Regions from separate parts of the Mus musculus genome. Here region 1 is linked to region 2. Evidence: chromatin contacts called from public HiChIP or PLAC-seq data. All regions are on one chromosome and are shown on one strand. The core of a region is the stretch at or near the end of the contact, and the rest is flanking DNA. Distances in the headings are between cores, read along the strand shown. Region 1 holds the start of Gjb4 (gap junction protein, beta 4). Region 2 holds the start of AU040320 (expressed sequence AU040320).

Region 1 (3,556 bases), core at 981-3,480, 600 kb after region 2:
TCACGATAGGCCACATGCATGACCACTAACAGGGAAGGACAGGTGACCAGGATGAGCTGCAGGGCCCAGAGGCGCACGTGGGACACGGGGAAGAACTCATCATAGCAGACGTTGGGGCAGCCTGGCTGCTTGGTATTGCAGATGAAATCCTTTTGATCGTCGTCCCACACCTCCTCTGCCGCCACCACATACACCAGCACCCGGAAGATGAAGACCACAGACAGCCAGATGCGGCCCAGTGCCGTGGAGTACTTGTTCACACCACTCAGGATTCCCTGGAGAAATCCCCAGTTCATGCTGGCTGTGTCCTCGGTGCCTCACGTGGACGTGTGTGTGTGCCCTTGTGTGCTAACCTCTCAGACTCTGGGAGTCACGAGGCCTGGGAGAGCCTGCAGATGGATGTCTTTGTAGATGATGCTGAGGACTAGATGGTTTCACAACAACCATGAGGACATTTGTGTCGTCATTCACGGTGACTCAGTGGTGGGACGGTCACGGTCCCCATTTCACAGGAAAGTGTGTGATGGCTGAGAGGTGAGAGGTCTCCTGCCCGAGATCACAGCAGCAAGTAGCACAGGTGGTCTTGAACCTTGGCCTTCAGATTCCGACGGAAGTCAGCATCTCTTTCCTTCTACAACGTAACAAGCACATGGAAGATCAACACCACATACGCCCTGCCAGCCAACCCGTGTCTCAACCACAGTGGCCCAGAGACTTCTAGAGTCAGATGGCTTTGGGGACTGGATGAAGGCAAGAAGGGACAGGGTAGGCAGGCCTTAAGTGGGTGTCAGATTCATTGCATTTTTCCTGAACCCAGCATGGGCAGGGCTCTGGGTTGGGAATGCCCACTCTGACTCCTTGGGAGATTTCTCAGAGCAGTTTCCATCCTTACTCCTTTGTGGCTCTGGAACTTTGTGAGACATCCCTTTCCAAACTAAACAAAGGCTCTTCTGCAATCGGTGTGGCTTGGCCTCTTTCCCACCCTGCTGTGTCAGTGCAGAACAGACAGGCATTCTTTTTTATTCATCTCTTTTATTGTCTTGAGATCTGGACCACAGTTGGTCCCTCTGGAATTCCAACCATTTCATGGGTATGTGTATGTGTATGTGTGTGTGTGTTTGTGTATGTATGTCTGTGTTTGTGTGTGTATGTATATGTGTTCGTGTGTGTGCACATATGTATGTGTATTTGTGTGTTTGTGTGAGTACATCTGTGTGTTTGTGTGTGTGTTTGTATATGTGTGTGTTGCTGTGTGTATGTATGTGTTTGTGTGTGTATGGGATAAGGATTGTATGTGTGCATTTGTGTGTGTATATATGTGTATGTAAGGGATAAGGATTGTATGTGTGTGTTTGTATGTGTATGTGTGTTTGTGTATGTATGTATGTATGTGCGTGTGTTTGTGTTTATGTGTGTGTATTGTGTGTTTGAATGTATGTGTGTGTTTGTATGTGTGTATTATGTGTTTGTGTGTATATGTGTGTTTGTGTGTGTGTGTATGTTGTATGTGTGTGTGTGTGTGTGTGTGTGTGTGTATAAGGGATAAGGAGGAGGCAGGGGCTGGGTACCGGCATGGTCTTTGCCCCACCACTGATCTTTCTTCCCAGGTGCACCCCTCTTCTCTGACTGCCTAATTAGTGGCTGGCTGAGAGTCATGTCTCTCATTTTCATACAGGCCATGTTTGTGTACCCCAGCCTTGTGCTCCCTGGCTCTGGGGTACTTAGGGTGTTCCATCTCAAGCCGTCCTTGTACCATCCCTGACTCAGCTCCTGGTTTCTGCAGCCATGTATCCCTGGGACACGTGCTGAGGCCCCTCTGTCTTCCACTGCAGGGAGCATCACCCATACCTCATTGGCCCAGGCTTCCTTGTTAGCCTGCTGGAGGCTGGAAGGCAAACTGGACGTCTCTGTCTCCTGGGACAAAGCTTTTTGTCAGGCCCAGTGCATTCTCAATGGATCCTAGCTGAACTGAGCTATGGCTTACTCTTTCCCAATCTCTTCTGGATTCTCCTCTGGTCCTCTGTCCTCTGTATAGCACATTTCCTTTCCTCTGTGGAGTTTTCCTAGTGTTCTTTCAGGGTCCCTGCCCACCCCTGGTTCCCTTTGGGAAGCTAAGTCCCCAGCCCTAGGTTTCCCCGGGGACCTCCCCCCACAGCCGTCTCCAGCTGTATTCGGTCCTCACCCTTCTTGGGTCCCCGTGTCCTCACTCTCCGGTGCCGGCTTGTCTGTCTGCCTGAGGCCGTCCTGGAGGCAGCTTTTGTTCCTCACTTACCAGCAGGGTGGGGCTTTCTGAGCCAATGAGCCAAGAGAGAGTGCTGGAGTGGGTAGGCAGGCTGGGCAGAAGGACTTCCCTGGGCACAGTGGCAGAGCAAACACCTGTGGCTCATCTCTTGGGCCCACGCCTTCCTCCTCCTGCCTGTCTGGGTTGGTAGGTATGTGGGTGGGACTGGAGTGATGGAGGCTGGAGTTTGGTATCAAAATGTCCAGGTACAGGATGGTGCTAGTGACACAGATCCTGTTCCTTTCAGCTTGCCATGTGTGTCCCTCTTCCTGTGCCCTGGTTCCCAACTCTCTCTTTTGGCCTCAGGCAACTGGTTCTGAGATCCTTAGCGGCTGGTTTTTATGGAAGGGGATAGCCTTGATTCAGCCTGTGACTTGTGCCACGCTGGTGGGGAATATATATTTTCTGTTTTGGAACCCAGATAAGCCACCTGGATTTTCGAGGCCCACTGCCCTGCTGGAGACAAGGAATGCAGGCTGGTGATTTCAAAGGCTGCTGTTGGCTTGGTGCCAGGCCTGTAACCTTGTTGTGTGCCCTGTGGTCCTAGGCTTCTGCTGGAAATGGCTCTGGAGAAGCTGGAGTGTGGTCCAGCAGGGGCTACAGAGGGGTGCTGGGCTTGCGTCCAGCAGAGACAGTGAAGGTTAATAATGTACACCCAAGGAAGGGCCCCTCTGCTTCACTTCACACAAGCATTTATTATTGAGCACTCCCTAACAGCAGTGATTCACACGTACGTGGCCTTTTTGGCTGGCTAACTCTGGTCGTGCCAGGTACTTGCCATTGCTCACAGTGACCCCCACAGGCAATGCATTAGGAACTCAGCTGAAGTTGTCCGAGTTCTGATGCAGCCACGCTTACTCAGAGTCTGGGTGTTTTCCATCCCAACATACGGTTCTGCCAAACTCCATCATCTCTGCAGACACCCACAGCCCAGACTTCCAGCTGGGACAAAAGGTTAGCTTTGGAACAGCCCTGAGGAAAAGTTAGATACTCCTTTTCTAGAGGAGAGGGAAACCCCTTGACTTCAGGAAGGGTACAAAGGCCAAGACCCAAAGGACACCTTGAATCTGTAAACCCATTTATCTTTATTTAGCTCTCACCCTGGGCCACACAGGAAGGCATTTGCTCATCGGTGCCTTCGTGAAACTCCCCTCCCAGGAGCCCTGCGAAGTGGCCCTCGGTGTGTTTATTTAACAGAAAAGGAAATGGAGGTACAGAGGAGAGGGGTGACTCAGCGAAGGCCAGTCAGCCGGGAGGCACAACTGGATCCCAAAG
Region 2 (3,355 bases), core at 417-2,916:
GCATCCCTCTGCAGAGGAGGGGCGGGGGCGGGGGTGGAAGTGGAGGATGTAGGGAGGGATTAGCACAGAGGGAGGGGGGGTGGATTTGGAAGGGTGGCTTCCTCATGACTGACCTCCCTTGGGGGAGCCCCTTTAAGAGGCTGGACCTACAAATTCTTTAGGATGAAGAAGGGACCCTGGTCCAAGGTCACCTCCAGAAAAGTGGGATATGAGGACCATGCATGCCGCTGCTCAGCTGGACAGCTTTCCTCACCAGTCTAGAAGTGGGAAGGAGCTGGCCCAACTGCTCAGCAGCCCCTGGCACCAGACACCGGGTTTTATCTCTCTCCAGGAGGCACACGAGGAGTGAGCGGTGAGGACAGACAGGGAGGAATGCAGACAGACACGGGTCAAGTTCGATTATCCGGACTCACGCCGACAAGGAAGAAAAGGACATTCTAGGGTTCCTTTCCCCTCCCTTCTTCAGAGAAAGTAGACTGGCTTCAGCAGGAGTGAGAAGGCAAGCTCTCCAGAGAAGGCTTTGAAGACTCCCCTGTGGACCCACCCCTCCAGCCAGGGCTCTTAATCGCCCCCGCAGCCTCCTTGCCTTCTCTTCTTTCCCTCCCTCGGGCAGAGGCTGCAGAGGCTGCAGAGGCTGCAAGAGCAGGAGCTGCAGCTGCTGCTGCAGCAGCAGCAACATTAACCCCTTGTGCTCCCTGTACTCTCCCTGTCCGTCCCGCTAACAGCCTGTGGGTGCCGGCACTGGCTGGAGAAGGAAAGAGGGGTCGGGTGGCTCTCAGGATAACAGAATCCAAAAGCCGGATAATCGAAGCGGGGCTGCAGTGATGGAGAGATGAGAAGGGGAGAAGGGATCCTGGCGGTCACCACCTGTCCCGCCGCAGCCAGGTCACAACACGACATTGATGAAGTCGAACGACAGGGCAGCGATGAGATCACACTTCACGATGGCGCGGTGATGTCACGGAGAGATCACAGCGAAATCACGACATGAAGGGGACAGCCCCCAAATATGATAGGGCAAATTTAAAAAAATATATAGGTAGATAGATAAATACTGAAAGGGGTTGTGACAAAATGGAGTCTCGACAGGGTACGGTGATGTCGAGATATGGCACGATGGAGTCGCGATAGGGTCCCTGGGGAGTCTCGGCATCGATCAGCGCCGGTTCGGAGAGGCTCCGGCTGAGATGCAGGGGAGGGCTTGAAGGGGGCTGAGCTCACCAGGCTGCGGCCCCGAGCGGCGAAGTCTTTCTCCGGGCGCGATGCTCCGGGAGCCTGGGGCTGCTGCTCACGCCGCGTTGCCCACTCTTGGCTCCAGGCTGCTACAGCTCCACCCCCACCCCCGCATCGCTCTCGACCAATCGGCGCTGGGCTCACTCCGCACTCTGACCAATGGCACAGCAGGGCGCTAAGCAGTAGGGGGGCGCCTCCGGTGCGGCCATCTTGCTTGTGGGCAATTGCCCGAGTCTGGGGCCTGAGTGCTCGAGCTAAGGAGGAAAGGTGCGGGCCGCCCCGCAAGGGCTCGCGGCCAAAGGCTGAGGGCCCGGACGTCCTCGCTTGTGCGTAGCTCTCCCCTCAGCGCCGCCCCTCCTCCCACTTTTGGGCTCGCGGCTGGAATTGCGCTTCCGGAGGGTGGGGGCAGGAGGACTGGCTCAGCGTGAAGAGTATGTTTCCGGGTTGAGCCCCGGGAGGTGGGAAGGAGGCGGCGTTTCCGGCCGCGGTCGCTGTCCAGGGAGGCTGAGGCAAGAGGGAGCTGTCCGGGTGGGGAGCCAGCACTTCCTTCTTCCTCCTCTGCGTGAGGGGAGAGAAGGTTGGGGGTCCCCGAGCCCATGGATCGGGAGGAGGCGGAGGCCGCCGAGAGCCGGCACCCCTCTATGTGGCCCTGAGCCCCGGTAGGTGGCCGGGGCGGCTGACTGCCAGGCCGAGGACCAGGAGCTCAGGGGAGGGGCAGAGGCGGGACGGGCGATGCCTCGGGTACGCTGGTCCGGCGTTGGGACCCGGAGATGGCGCTCCTGGCTGGGACAGGACAAATCTGCTGCTTCTAGCCTTGCAGGTGCCAGAGTCCCAATCTGAACCCCTCCGCTTTGGGACTCAGGCCTGGTCAGGCAGCTCCCTCTATTCCCTGACATATGGGCAGACCAGGCTGAGGCACTGCGGTCCTTATGATACTCTCGACCTCTGCAGCCTCGTCCCGAGTTGCTGTCTCTGGTGTTTGATGATCTTCCCATCGAGATTAAAAGAAAAGAAAAGGGAAAAAAAAAAGTTGATACAGAATAAAGGGGGCGGGGCTGGGCTCGTTGGCGAAAACCTTCCTCCTTGAGAATTTTGACAATTATGCCCCTTAGAGGGTCCTGCGGTGGCTGCAGTGAGCACAAAAAGCGAACTGAAGGAAGTCAAAGTAGAAGACCTCAGGCGGGGTTCCAGGAATGCTTTGCCTGGTCTCATCTCACGGTGGTTGTGCCCAACTGACAATAGAAGCTGTTAAAGCTCCTTAGCTGACTCTCCTTGTGCTATCTTGTGATTAACAGACTGGAAACTAGGAACAAATTGGAAAGACGACCTCCTAGAACAATCTGTTCATTTTTCCAGCTATTTGGAAAACAGTGTTTGCAAATATAAGCAAAGCTATTCATGCAGTCTGTTCTGTAACTTTCTCAAACATCTAGGACTTTTTTCTTTCTTTCTTTCTTTCTTTCTTTCTTAAAGCTTTATTCTTGATTACTCACACCCGTTGAATAGACCGGCTCTGTCGTTATTCAAACATATCTTATCGCTGTGTATATAAATGGAGTTCCACGTATGTAGCTGACAGACTGAACTATGATACATTCCCCATCAACCTGAAGTATTAAGTAAACATTACCCCCTGCTGTATCTGAACAGCTGCTGCAACAGCGTGCTTTTATTTCGGGTGTACTTGTAACGCCCTAAATGCCAGAACTACCGGGAGCTTTTCTAGATTTTCATTTGTCGAGTATTGTGGGGGTGTGTGTGTTCTCTCCCTGGGTTGCTACCCTTTGATTTGATAACAAACATTTTGGGTCTTAGCAGTGTTTTGTCGTTCCTGCCTCTGGTCAGCAAGCCTTTAACTGGACCCTAGCAGTGATTTGTGCCCATAGGCAATTGTAGGTTTGAGCCGAGTAAATGGCTAGGAGTGCAAATGAGATTAGCTCTGCCTCTCCCATGCACTTGTAACCAGTTTGCTAGTCCAATGGTATTTATTACTCCTGTTTTCAAAGCCTTCTCCTTTCTTTTTTGCTTTTCCCACCCACGTGCCAAGATATTGATGACAGGTGTTGAGTCACCTTTAGTTTTAAATCCTTTTGTGGTAGGCAGAAACGAGAACACACTCACG

The links. HiChIP or PLAC-seq counts read pairs in DNA pulled down with a chosen protein or histone mark.
Region 1: a FOXA1 HiChIP or PLAC-seq map of pancreatic cancer cells shows a contact between it and region 2. The contact joins the promoter of Gjb4 here to the promoter of AU040320 in region 2.

What each region holds. Positions count from the first base shown.
Region 1 is chr4:127,351,851-127,355,406 of GRCm38.p6, forward strand. Gjb4 (gap junction protein, beta 4) reads right to left here and starts at 2,231. Exons shown (of 2, transcript NM_008127.4): 1 at 2,183-2,231; 2 at 1-631. The coding sequence starts at 296. Gjb5 (gap junction protein, beta 5) reads right to left here. Exons shown (of 2, transcript NM_010291.3): 2 at 2,959-3,556.
Region 2 is chr4:126,752,104-126,755,458 of GRCm38.p6, forward strand. It overlaps AU040320 (expressed sequence AU040320), which reads left to right and starts at 1,667. Exons shown (of 21, transcript NM_133886.2): 1 at 1,667-1,892. Ncdn (neurochondrin) reads right to left here and starts at 1,326. Exons shown (of 7, transcript NM_011986.4): 1 at 868-1,326. The coding sequence starts at 900.